Linked DNA regions of Callithrix jacchus: region 2 is linked to region 1. The links are chromatin contacts, called in public Hi-C maps. All regions are on one chromosome and are shown on one strand. The core of a region is the stretch at or near the end of the contact, and the rest is flanking DNA. Distances in the headings are between cores, read along the strand shown. Region 1 holds the start of CAMK2D (calcium/calmodulin dependent protein kinase II delta). Region 2 overlaps CAMK2D (calcium/calmodulin dependent protein kinase II delta).

Region 1 (5,860 bases), core at 1,585-4,084:
TCAGTAAAATATAAATCTTGAGCACATTAGTGTGGTTTAACGAGTCTTGGTATAGTGATTTCTCTATGCCTTGTTTTGCTCTGGGGGAAGGGAGATATTTGAATTAAGCTGCTCTTCCGACATATTCTCCATGTTTTAACAGCAGACAATATATACATATATAATTTTCATTACCTTTAAAAAATATTTACCTTTCCTTTAATTACAGTATAAACCAACAACATACATATAAACGCACTCCTTTTATAAAAGTAACAGTCGAAATTAGTGAAAGAGAAATTGGGTTTGGGTTCGACGCTACAAAAATCAGCATTCTCGGCTTGGCCCCTAGGTTCCTTTGCACAAGTCCTCAGTAGGGTCTCCTGTCTCCTTCCCTAACACCTCCAAATAGTTCTGCCAGTCAAGTGAAGGAGTGGCTTTACACAATGCTAGGCTACTCTTAAGAGCGCTCTCAGTCACCAGAGGGCTTTTCCGCTGCCTATATAAATAAATCCTAGAGAATGCAAAGATGCACACGCAATTCCTAGGAAGAATGATGGTGAGCGAGTAATCTGGTGCAAAGAATAACAGTGGCTATAGGGCAAGGGGCTGGTCCTGTTGGGTGGCCCTTTTCCTGGACAGAACAACTACTGGATGCGAAATAGACTCTATGCCAAGTAGAACTTTCGGCATCAATAAATATGGCACCGTCTGAGGCTGTGAGTTCTCATCAGTAGGTGGGTCATACAGCCCACACACCGGCTAACCAGGAGGCATCCCTATTTACAGAAAACATGATCTATGTTGCATTTTACATGGGTTCTAATTTCCTCTCCAAACACATATTACACACAGGCGCGCGCGCACACTTCTCAGGATGACAGCTACAACTGCAGAGATCGTAAATTCACCAAGTCTCTCAGTGCAGGAGGGTGGGGGAGCGGGAGAAGGTGGGCTAGGGACTATTAAAATGAGCCATAGTCAGGGTAAGGATCCTACCCCTTCTGTGCTCCCTCCCCTCACTAAGCACCTTCCCCAGAGCTGACAAACCAGGGGCCCTCCTCCCACTCCTCTCCCAAACTCCCTCGCCCCACAACGGAGGCCCGTGGGTCTGGGCAACGCGACCCGCCCTCAGCTGGAAAGGGGACGTGCAGATGCCGAGCAAAGGCGCTTACTTTCCAAGCTCCTCGAAAAGCTGATACTCGTCCGTGAACCTGGTGCAGGTTGTGGTCGAAGCCATCCTCGGTCCGGACTGTGCCCTGGCTGAGAGTGCGACGGGGGAGAAGAGAGCAGACACGCGGCTAACCCCGGGACTGGCCCCGCGGCGCTGTCACCCAGGGCCGCCCTTACTTTCCTAGTCCGAAAGTAGCTCGCCCGCGAGGGAGTGTGCGCAGGGGCGGGGCGGGAGGAGAGATGACCAGAAAGGGTGGCGTGGGGTCTCCTCCCCACGGTCCGCCGATCCTCCGCCTCCTCCTGCGGGCCTTCTCCACTGGACGGTCCACCAGCCCCTTTTCCTTCCAGTCCCTGTCCCCAAATGCAGGGGGTAAAGTACTCAAGAAGAGGGGGCCGGGATATGGAAAAACAGCCGGGCACGGGGCGAGTGGCGAGCGGTTGCGAAACGATCCGCACTGGGGCAGGAGGGGCAGAAGCGAGGGGAGGGAGTCCGAGGGGGCGGAGGGGGAGTGCAGCAGGGCCGAGGCCGTGGAGCCCGGAGCGGACAGCCGGAGCCCAGCGGCAGCTGTCAGCAAGCTCAGGCGCGGAGCGCGCCGGAGCTCGGGAGAGCGTGCGCGCCCAGGACCGGCTTCCCGTCAGTGGGCAGCAGCGGCTCCGGCGAAGCCAAGCACCTTGGCGGCCTCGCGCTGCTCACGAGCCCGCGCGGCTTCAAGACGGCGCGGCAAGAGAAACAGCGCTCGGCTCGGGCGAAGCCTCCTCTGCCGTCCCCAGGCCTCCGTCTCCTCCCCCGGCGCCTCCTCCCGCCGCTCCCTCCGCCTGCCAGCACCCCTCACAGGCGAAGCCCCCTCCTCGCTGGTACCACACCTCCCTCTAGCGACTCCAAGCCTGTCCCTTCGTGGATCTCTCGCTCTCCCTCCTTCGGTCGCACACACGAGCACACCCGTCTAGGGAGAAACCAGGTGGATGGAGGAGGATGTGCGGGGGAGAAGCCTGGAGGTTTGGGTGAATGAGGCGAGACGTCACAGTTGCCCATTTCAACCCGCTCCCAGAAGCCTCCTCAATCTGGGACTGACTGAGTATAAAGATGCGGGGCAACTCGAGCACGGCCCGAGGCCGCCGCCCAGGGTCATGGAAGCTCACGCCCCTGTTTTGGGCGCTAGGCAGCAGGGACTTCTCCAGGCCAGCTACCGGGCCACGACCCTCGGCGTGGCCGAGTAAGGGAGAGCAACGGCTTCTCCGCGCCGCTCAGTGTTGACACAGCGGGGACCGGATGTGGGCAGTACCTTGCTCTCAGAGAAGGTCCCAACCCTTCCCACAGCCTCCGGCGACTGTCGGGGCGCAACTCTGCCTCAGCAGCGTTCACTGCGTCGCCCGCTCCCCAGCGCCGGGCGCAGGTTTTCTCCCTCCCCCGCAGCCCCTTCTGCAAGGAGCAGTGACGGCCCTGAGCCACATTTCACTTAAGATTTGACTGCCACCTCCAGGCCCACCTCCCCCGCTGTTTTCCAGGATGGTGGCTGAGACCCTGGCAGTCCCCAAAGGTCTTTGCTTTGGGTGTGAACGTTAAAAGAACGAAAGCAAAAACTCCGCCACTCAACCACACCTTCTCTTCCCTTCCCTTCTGAGTAACTCCCCAGTAACCTCAGTAAGTTCTGATAGTAAGACGGGTTCTCGCGAGATTTCCCACTCTGGCTGACGGGGCGAGGTAGTAGGAAGGTTGGGTGTCGGTCACGCGACTCGGTGGGGGCTGACGTAATTCACATCACGTGAACATGTCTAGCCTGTTTCGCTTTGCAAAGGGAAAAGGAAAAGAAGAGGTTGTGTGTGCTTTGCTTTCGGCCAGATAGTGGCAATTGAGTGCACTCCGTAAATGGCTATCTGAAAAACCACTTAGCAGTTCAAGAATGTGTCCTTCCCTTTAGCATATCTGCCATTGTTTTAAGTAGGAGGGAAAAAAGTATGCATTACGTTTAAAGTAGATAAGTTATTGCCGATTGCTAGAACAACTTCTGGGCCCTCTCTCCAGTTCTCTTTAATAAAACTATGCAGTTACAAATTTAGATGCAGACCGAAAACAGCGTTATGGAAGATCTTTTTCAAATTATTGCCTTTTGTTCTATACCACGCAACTATAAAAACCTTGCAATCCTAATGCTAATTTGCTCGTCTTATTACTTCATGGACTTAAAATTTCACTGCTGAAAGATAAAAGATAACTTGCAGATACAAGAGAATCTAAGATTTAGAGGCGCTGTTGTGTACTCCCAGAGACTGCTCTTAATTAATGTTACTTTGTGGTCACAGATAATCCCAATTCCTTTATTTCCTGATCTGAGGGACACTTCTGCCAATGACTAAGCTTTTACTGAAGTACTAAAAATGTTCACAAATTTTAACGTTTATTACAACAAAATTGAAGTTCGTATGTGTTTTGATTTCCAGCCATAAAAGGGAAGCAACTGTAGTGCTATAGAAAACGATGATACCAAAACTGTGTAAAAGAAACCTGGTCTCTAAATATTAATAATTCGTCTATAAATTGGAAAGAAAAGAGCAATTTGGTCATGGCTAAAGATTTTTAATATCTGAACTGTTTACCAATTGGCTCCAAAATGATAATGAAATAATATTCCTTCTTGAATCTAAAAATGAAACAGAGAAAGTAAAATTGAAACAATAAATAAAGATAATAAAAAGTTTACATCAGGGAAGAAAATTGTTTCTTAAATATTCAAGTAATGATATCTACATAATTACAGTATTTATCTGTTATTTAAACTACCAATAATTGTAAATGGTTTTAATTGTGCAGTACAATAAAGAAAACATAACTGAATTTTAATACTGATATATTATTAGATAATAATGTACATTTTGTACAGCAAACATTGCTTAATCTGTAGTGCTCTTTCTTTGATTTATATTTTAGACTAATTAAAATATTTCTCTTATTTGAACAAATATTTAGTTATTTCTGAAGTTTGAACCTCCTTAAGACAGTAGTCAAATTGGCTGGGCACAGTGGCTCACGCCTATAATCCCAGCACTTTTGGAGGCCAAGGTGGGTGAGGGTGAATCATCTGTGGTCAGGGGTTCGAAACCATCCTGGCAAACATGGAGAAACCCCGTCTCTACTAAAAATACAAAATTAGCCAGGCATGGTGGTGCATGCTACTTCAACATTATTTCAGGAATAGTTACAAAATAGAGTTAAATTCTGAAAAGTGTAATCTGTAAACAGAATAACACTGGACGTTAGTGCCAAATGTATTTACATTTCATTATACATGCCTTAGAGGGAGGGTTAGTAAAGAAAAATTAAAGTTGTTAAAGATAATAAGGCAGGCTTTATTCAAGGGGGTCCACGGTGACCTGAACCACTGCAAACAGGTCTTGCAGGAGGAGAGAGAGATTGGACTCTATTCCAACTCTTAAAAGGTCAAGTGGGGATTTATAAGCAAGGAGCAGGGTAAAGAGTTGTGGATATAAAATAACTATTCTCTCTCTTTCCTCTTTGGCAACTTGGAATTTAAAAAATGTAAGTCTTCAGTAGTTTCACTCAGAAAGGACAAGTTTCTAATGAGGAAGGAAACAAAGGCAGATATTAACAAATACTAACATTCATTGATTTCCCTTGCTACAAAGTTATAAGATAAGAAAACAATGAAGAGATAATATAACTCCCCAAATTGCAAAATCCATCAGTAAAAAGCAGATTCCTGCGAAAATTTTGGCAGGCACTGTGTTGAAGCCATTCTTCACTGCAGATTTGGAAGGTAGGGGAAAAAAAGCAACAGCAAGTTGCTGCCTTTCCAAACTATGGTAACTAAACCATATAGAGCCAGACAGATAGTCTACTGGTGAGCAGATAATATATTTACCAGACCATCCATCAGTGCAAGATGAATTTGCAGGTAAGGAATAAACTATTCATAAAAGCAAAGCTAATAACAGAAAATAATTTGTTTCATGCACTGAAAGAATTTTTTTCTAAAATAAAAATAAATGTACAAATAAATAAGAAAATAAGTGATATCTATACAATGAAGAAATGTCTCTTTTCCATTACTTCCACTGGTCAGCATGCTTCACCCTCCATGAACATACATGTATCCCTGACATGCTGCTAAAAGAATTGCAGTAAGAAGTTACATTCCTAAGTTGTATAATTCATAATAACTGTATAAAAGGTTATGGCGTCAGGAATCAAACAGATTTTGACTCTTCTGTGTACCTGTAATGATTTTCACTGACTTTCAACTGTTGCAACTCTTATTACACAGGATTGTAATTAGACTGTCAGGCCCTTCTTGGCAGGGACTGTCATTCAGTCCCCCCATCTACAGCCGTAGCATGGGTTTTTTCCCACAATAGGTGCTCAAAAATACCTTTTCTCAAAAAATATATATGAATATATGGTATTAACAATCTTGTCTTTCAAAATATTAAAACTGTCCAACTTTTAATAGGGCATAATGAGGCCCCTTTTTTGCTATATTTAGTATATTCTTTATAATCCTGAAGTAACTTGACTTCTCTGTATAATTTAATACTCTTGACCTGAAATTCTCTCTGTTGGTTTTCATGTCTGATATCACATTTTCTATTCACAACACCTCACCCATTCCACAACATTTCTCTCTCTTTTCTTCAATATCGTTCCTGGGGTCTTTTTTCTCTGTCTTTAAGGTAAATGGTACTGCTTTAACCT
Region 2 (5,860 bases), core at 888-3,387, 220 kb before region 1:
GTGAAACCAAACATTTGAAATTATTTGCAACTGTGTAGTATATTTATCAGTATACTACAGTATCTACATCAATATACTACAGTATCTACTTATGTTAAATTATTTTCATTTGACATTTCATTTTTGTAACTAAGGTTTATGATCTACCACATTCATGTAGTTTCTAATTTGATCAAGAAGTTAAGTTTCAGCTATTATTGTGGAATAATTAACTTGGAAAAACCACATCAAACTGTAAGCAATAGTTGATTCTAATTCTTTCTTCACTTTCAAAAGCATTGGCATGTCAGAGATTTCTGTTAATACACATCTGTCCTAATTTGTCAACCACAGACTCACTCAAAAAAAGTTTCAACTACTTTAGAAATCAAATTTTAGGTATTTGAAGTCAAGTGCTAAGTTTGTTGAGCAACTGTCAACGTCACTGGTAAATAAACTTTTAAAAAATTGAGTGTGTTTTTACTCTTATCACTAAATGAAAAAGTTGCTGGGCAGGTCTGTGTGCATTATGCCTGAAGCACCAAGTGTGCTGATTCAGAAGAAATAAACATCTTGGAGTTTTATCATGTATGACCTCTGAATGACTGGGGTAAATATTCATAACTAAAGAAGACCTCACTGTAGGAACTTTGTGAGTCATCCAGAAAATAGTAAATCCATCTGGACCAGAGTTGCACCTTATACTTATGAAGACTGTTCAGCTGCAGTTATGTACAGGAATAGGCAGGGCTATTTGAAGGTGACTGTAGATTTAACAATTGAGAGACTAACATGATTTCATGTTTATGTATATTTTTAGGCAAACCTAAAATACAGAATTATATAATGAAAATTAAAAAATTAGGATGATTACTAAAATTTAGGATCTAAAATGAAATTATATAATGAAAACTAAAAAGTTTAGGATGATGAGCTTACGGGATTATTTACTTTTTAATATTTCATCACGAGATTGCTTTAAAGAGCAGCTTTAATGAAACATAAAGAATAATCACACAAGTTTGATTTCTATATAACTCTGGTATATATTAGTTTAAATAATCCTCCTACTATGTTCTGTAAGAGTGTGGGAGGCTTAATCACTAAGACTTTCTAAAGCAACATTTTAATCAGGACAAGCACATTTATTCTAATATTCTTGAATCACTACCACTCATATAGCTTTCAAGTTAAAAATATATTGTACTACAAATTTTATTGGCAAGGTTAGTTTAAATTCTGAACGCCTACAGAAAGGAAGATAATTTGCAGATATAGTCCACCCAATGTGAAAAGGTAGAATTTCTCATCTAATTAATGATTACCTCCTTAGAAAAGACCACTACTATACAATTATTTGCTATTACTCCACTATTTTGATTTTCTGACACGAATCAGACAGGTAAGATCAGAAACCCAGTTATTGGAAAATAACTATATTTTCCAATATAGTTAGCTGACTGGAGCACAGCACTGTGAGGGAAACAGGCAGGGTGATGATCTAGAAAGAATGTGAAGATCTGGGTTCATGTCCTGGCTCTGGCTGTTATTACCTATGTGGACTTGGGCAACTCACAGATGCCTGGAGTTAATTAATTAGTTCCTTAATCTCTCAAATGAACATTATAAGGGTACTAAATTATATCTCATAATGGTTTCTATGGAATGATAAAATCACACTGGGTTTTATCACAGGAGCTCTGTCCTCTGTGATGACAACATACACATTAGTGATTAGCTATTACATTCCAGTGCAGCCGGCCATTTCACTGTGGAGAACATTTAATATTTATAACTTGAGGAATGTCTTTATTAATGATGCCAACTTAATGGAATCTATTATGTTAGTCTTTAGATATTGAGAGGATCTCTAGATCCTTTTCTACGTCTAGAAAATCCCTTTCTAGGTTGGTTTTTAAATAGAGTGTACAGACATTCTTACACATAGGTTCCTTCCCCACCCCCATTGCTTCCTAATGATGCAGGATTTTCCATGACATCTGGTCTCAGTGTCAACAACCATTTATAGCATATCAGCTGTAATGAGCAGCAACTGTTTGCAAGTTTTGTTCTGTACTTTCATATGAATACAATGGCAACTTCTTTCATCATGTTTCAAGGTTTTCTTGAAACTGTTCAAATGCCTGAAAGTACAGGCAGGTTGTTGGAATCACTTTCAGAACCGGAAGAGACTTGGGAGATAAAGTAACTCAAACCTTTCAGTTTCTACATGAGGTAGGGAGGCCCAAAAAGATGAAGCCGAGACTTGAAGTTAGATTTTCTAATTCATTCCTTTTAAAGATGTGATACTAAAGAAATGCCTCCAATTGTATAAAAACAGTTATTTTTAAAAGGTAGTCTATTCAGTAGATGTTTTTAGAAGAATTTGAAGCACTCAAAAATATTTACTACCCATATCTAAAACTTATGAAAAAAACATAGTTTTAACCTTGCTTCACCAATTATCACGATCTTTATTAAGAAACTGATTTGGCAAAGGCAACCACCTTAAGCATTAACCACATTAGGCTTCTATTTGTGCACATATGTGATAACCATCTAAAAGATTCAACCATTAGAAATATATAAGTAAAATCCTGTGTGTTTTACTTGTTTTTAAATTTTTGAATATTATGAAAAGAGCAAATTACTAATTTTATAATTCTATATTATTTAATTCTTACATTCCTTTGGGTATTACTTTTTAAGGAGTAAAAATTGTCTTTTAAAGTTTCTTTCCTTAATTGGAGAATCTCACTCTTTTAACAGAAAACCATTCTCTGCTTTGGTGTGTTTCTGTCACTTATCTTTTGCCAAAGAAGGTGCAAATGAAGCTCCCCCAAATAAACTATATTTCTTTAGTTTTACATGAATTGAGAAGCTTGAATATCAGGCTCACTGTCTCATTTATATATATGGTACAAGTGATTTTAGCTTTTATTTTTGTAAGAAATTAATGCCTGAATTCATCTACTTAGCACAAGGAGTTTCCAGCAGATGTATAAGCTGTAAGTTTGCAATTAGGAAGTACTCTTTCTATTCATAAGAATCATTCTGTATTCCATTCCTGTTTATTCATTTACTTCTACATTGTCAGCACACACTGTTGGGTAGACTGAAAGAACCACAGTGTAACTCCAGTGGGATAGTGCAATTACCTACAGCTTCTCCACTGCCTGACAAACACTAGGCACTCAATAAAGAAACACTGGAATGATTAAATAAATTATTAAATTTATCAAATACACACTTAGTTTCAAAAATATCAAAACACACACACACAGATGATGCACTCCTTAAACTTTTATCTAAACATGGCTCTGAGAAAAGTATCATACTTGCGATTTTATAATTATTCAAAATATAAATTTCACAGGCTGACATATCTACTAACTACCCACAGTTAACAAGAATTTACTAAATACTTCTCATCTCTCCCCTTCCCTGAAAACTAATTCCTTTGTATCATGGTCATAAATTTCATTTATTTTTATGAAAATCTCCAAATTCTCTTCATTAAAATTGCCCCCCACCCCCCATATCCATCTATCCATCCAGTGACTTTTCCATTAAATAATGTTGTTCTTCTGATTAGGGGATAATCCTAAAGGCAGCATTCTCTGCTGAGGCAATTCATAGGGTGTTAATTTGTTGCTAAAAGATTCAGCAGTGTGCATAAAGTCTCCTATCCAGATTGCTGTCCATGAAGTAGTTTAGTAACCATTTCTGATACATTTGAACTGCAGAAATGTTATTACTTTGCTTGAAATATAGTTATTTGAAAAAGCAGAGCTGTATAACTATCTCCTTTTATTTATTCTGTCAACTGAGTCATAGAAATTGTATTCTCTAAGTTCTTAAATGAGGAAACATATCTGATCTGACATTCCTTCATTTCTTGTAACATTAAAAATTGTCCTTTGTTACTGCAACATCTCTTTGACCTAATATTTTCCTGAATGCAGTACTTGTCTGATGTAATTCCTTCTTTCTGGGAAGAACATCATCAATACACTGTTCACATAGGTGTATATATTAAACTTTTTTTTGTAGGGATGGGAGTCTTGTTATGTTGTACAGGCTGGTCTCAAACTCCAGGCCTCAAGTACTTCCCCTTCCTCGGTCTCCCAAAGTGCTGGGATTACAGGCATGAGCCACTGCACCTGACCTACATACGTATTTTTAAATGATCCTTAATTCAATGGCCAGCAGGGCCTCATGCACACAGGTCTGTTCTTGTTTTGCTCAGTAACGTATGCTCACATTTAAAATGGTGCCTTATTAGCTGCTGAAGAAATATTTGATGAATATATGTTCTTCTCTTTTTTTATTTGAACTTTCAACCACCAATTCACAAATATCCAACACCGAGTTACAGCATTGGCTCCTTATAAAGTATCTGCATTTTTAAGCACCCAATACTAATTGTCTTGATGTGGCAATTACTAATTAAATGTGGCAAATGCATTTTATTATTCTTTGTCTCATTTTTCAAAGGCTGTGGTCAATGCTACCTTACTGATTTTCTAAATGAAAAGATTTTACTTCATATACCAGTCTACTGCCAAATTATGGTGCCCCCCACTCTACATGATATCTTATTTTCCTTATTCCTAATGATACAGATTTTATTTACCTCTGGAAAACCCATAAGCAGGACTATTTTAACCTTTTGATTCACTAACTTAGATTAGAACCATTTTCCCAAATAATTCTGAATGCTGCTAGCAAAATTATTTTCCTGTTATTGTTTTGACCCATTCTTTGGTCTCTAAAGGCTTTTAATTCATCCAACTAACTAAATTGAGAAGTAGTAGTGAGTAAGCATGCAGACTTGGAATCAAATTTCTTTGGCACAAATCATAGCTTACTAGGTGAGTTATCTTAAGTTCTTTCACTTATGGTTGTTAAATTTTTCTTTATGTACCACTGAGATGATCAGAGTGCCTTTCTCATGAAGTTGTTCTGAAAATTTGTATGATAACACAGTGCAGGGTACAAGGTAATTGCTTGATAAATGGCATATTTTTCCATTTTGATTAGTAAGAGCCTGACTTGATCTAAATGCTCCCAAAGACTACAGTCCTATCCCTGAACCGTACTGTACTGTATATCACCACCACTAGATCCCCCTAATATTATCTAGGTCTATGTTAATTGGCCTGCCACTGGATGCACCTTAGACAAAAGGCTGTGGTCCATGTATCTACTAGGTTTTGCCTGGTGCTGACAGATGGACCTTCTTGATGCTGATATCCCACCACCTGACTCTTCTCCTATTGCTTGTTTCAGGAACATCCTGAAATTGCCTGTTGTACCTTAGCCTTGTTTATAGGTCCTCTTAACTTCCCACTGTGTAATGAGACCCAATAAGCACCAGTTATTCAACTAAATAGTGATCTTTATTCTAAAGATATACTTATCTTCTTTGCGTTATTCAAATATTAATGAACACTTAACCTATTTTATTTAATGCTGCCTTTTATATTATAGATATACTTTTGGTTGACCTTCATCATTTCTAAATTGAAGGAATATGCCACAGGTATTGGCCAGGTATAAGGTCCTATGTTAGGTACTGTGGAGTATCGCATTACGTTAAACAGCTATCGTTCCAGAGGGCTTATATACAAATTGTACAGCACTTATATGCTCATAGATGCTTTTGATCATTATAAATATTATATTTACTTCGTTTCTTTTTCTCACTGATGTAGACAAACTATGTGCATCAAACATTTCAATCGCGCATCATCAATTAACATATTAATTAGTGTATGAACACAAACATACATGGCACAGGAATAATAAAGGCAACTTTTTGCTTAAAGCATGGTAATAAGAAATTTCAGCAGTTGGTCTTTTTAACTTTACTATATGA

Evidence for each region. Hi-C and Micro-C count contacts between places; a contact is called where the count stands out from the background.
Region 2: a contact with region 1 is called in a Hi-C map of skeletal muscle, with 11 times the contacts expected there. The contact joins the enhancer-like site here to the promoter of CAMK2D in region 1. A contact is called at or near these places in 2 of 3 Hi-C or Micro-C datasets (both in skeletal muscle).

The regions. Positions count from the first base shown.
Region 1 is chr3:83,417,812-83,423,671 of calJac240_pri, reverse strand. It overlaps CAMK2D (calcium/calmodulin dependent protein kinase II delta), which reads right to left and starts at 2,834. Exons shown (of 21, transcript XM_078366611.1): 1 at 2,436-2,834; 2 at 1,155-1,242. The coding sequence starts at 1,219.
Region 2 is chr3:83,641,583-83,647,442 of calJac240_pri, reverse strand. All of the region lies in intron 7 of CAMK2D (calcium/calmodulin dependent protein kinase II delta), which reads right to left. Among named protein-coding and RNA genes, the nearest start is that of CAMK2D, 220 kb to the right of the region's middle. Within about 2 kb of position 2,137, at least 1 of the 16 cell types and tissues checked has an H3K27ac peak or open chromatin away from gene starts, as enhancers often do. A contact at or near this core is called in skeletal muscle, where this site is marked.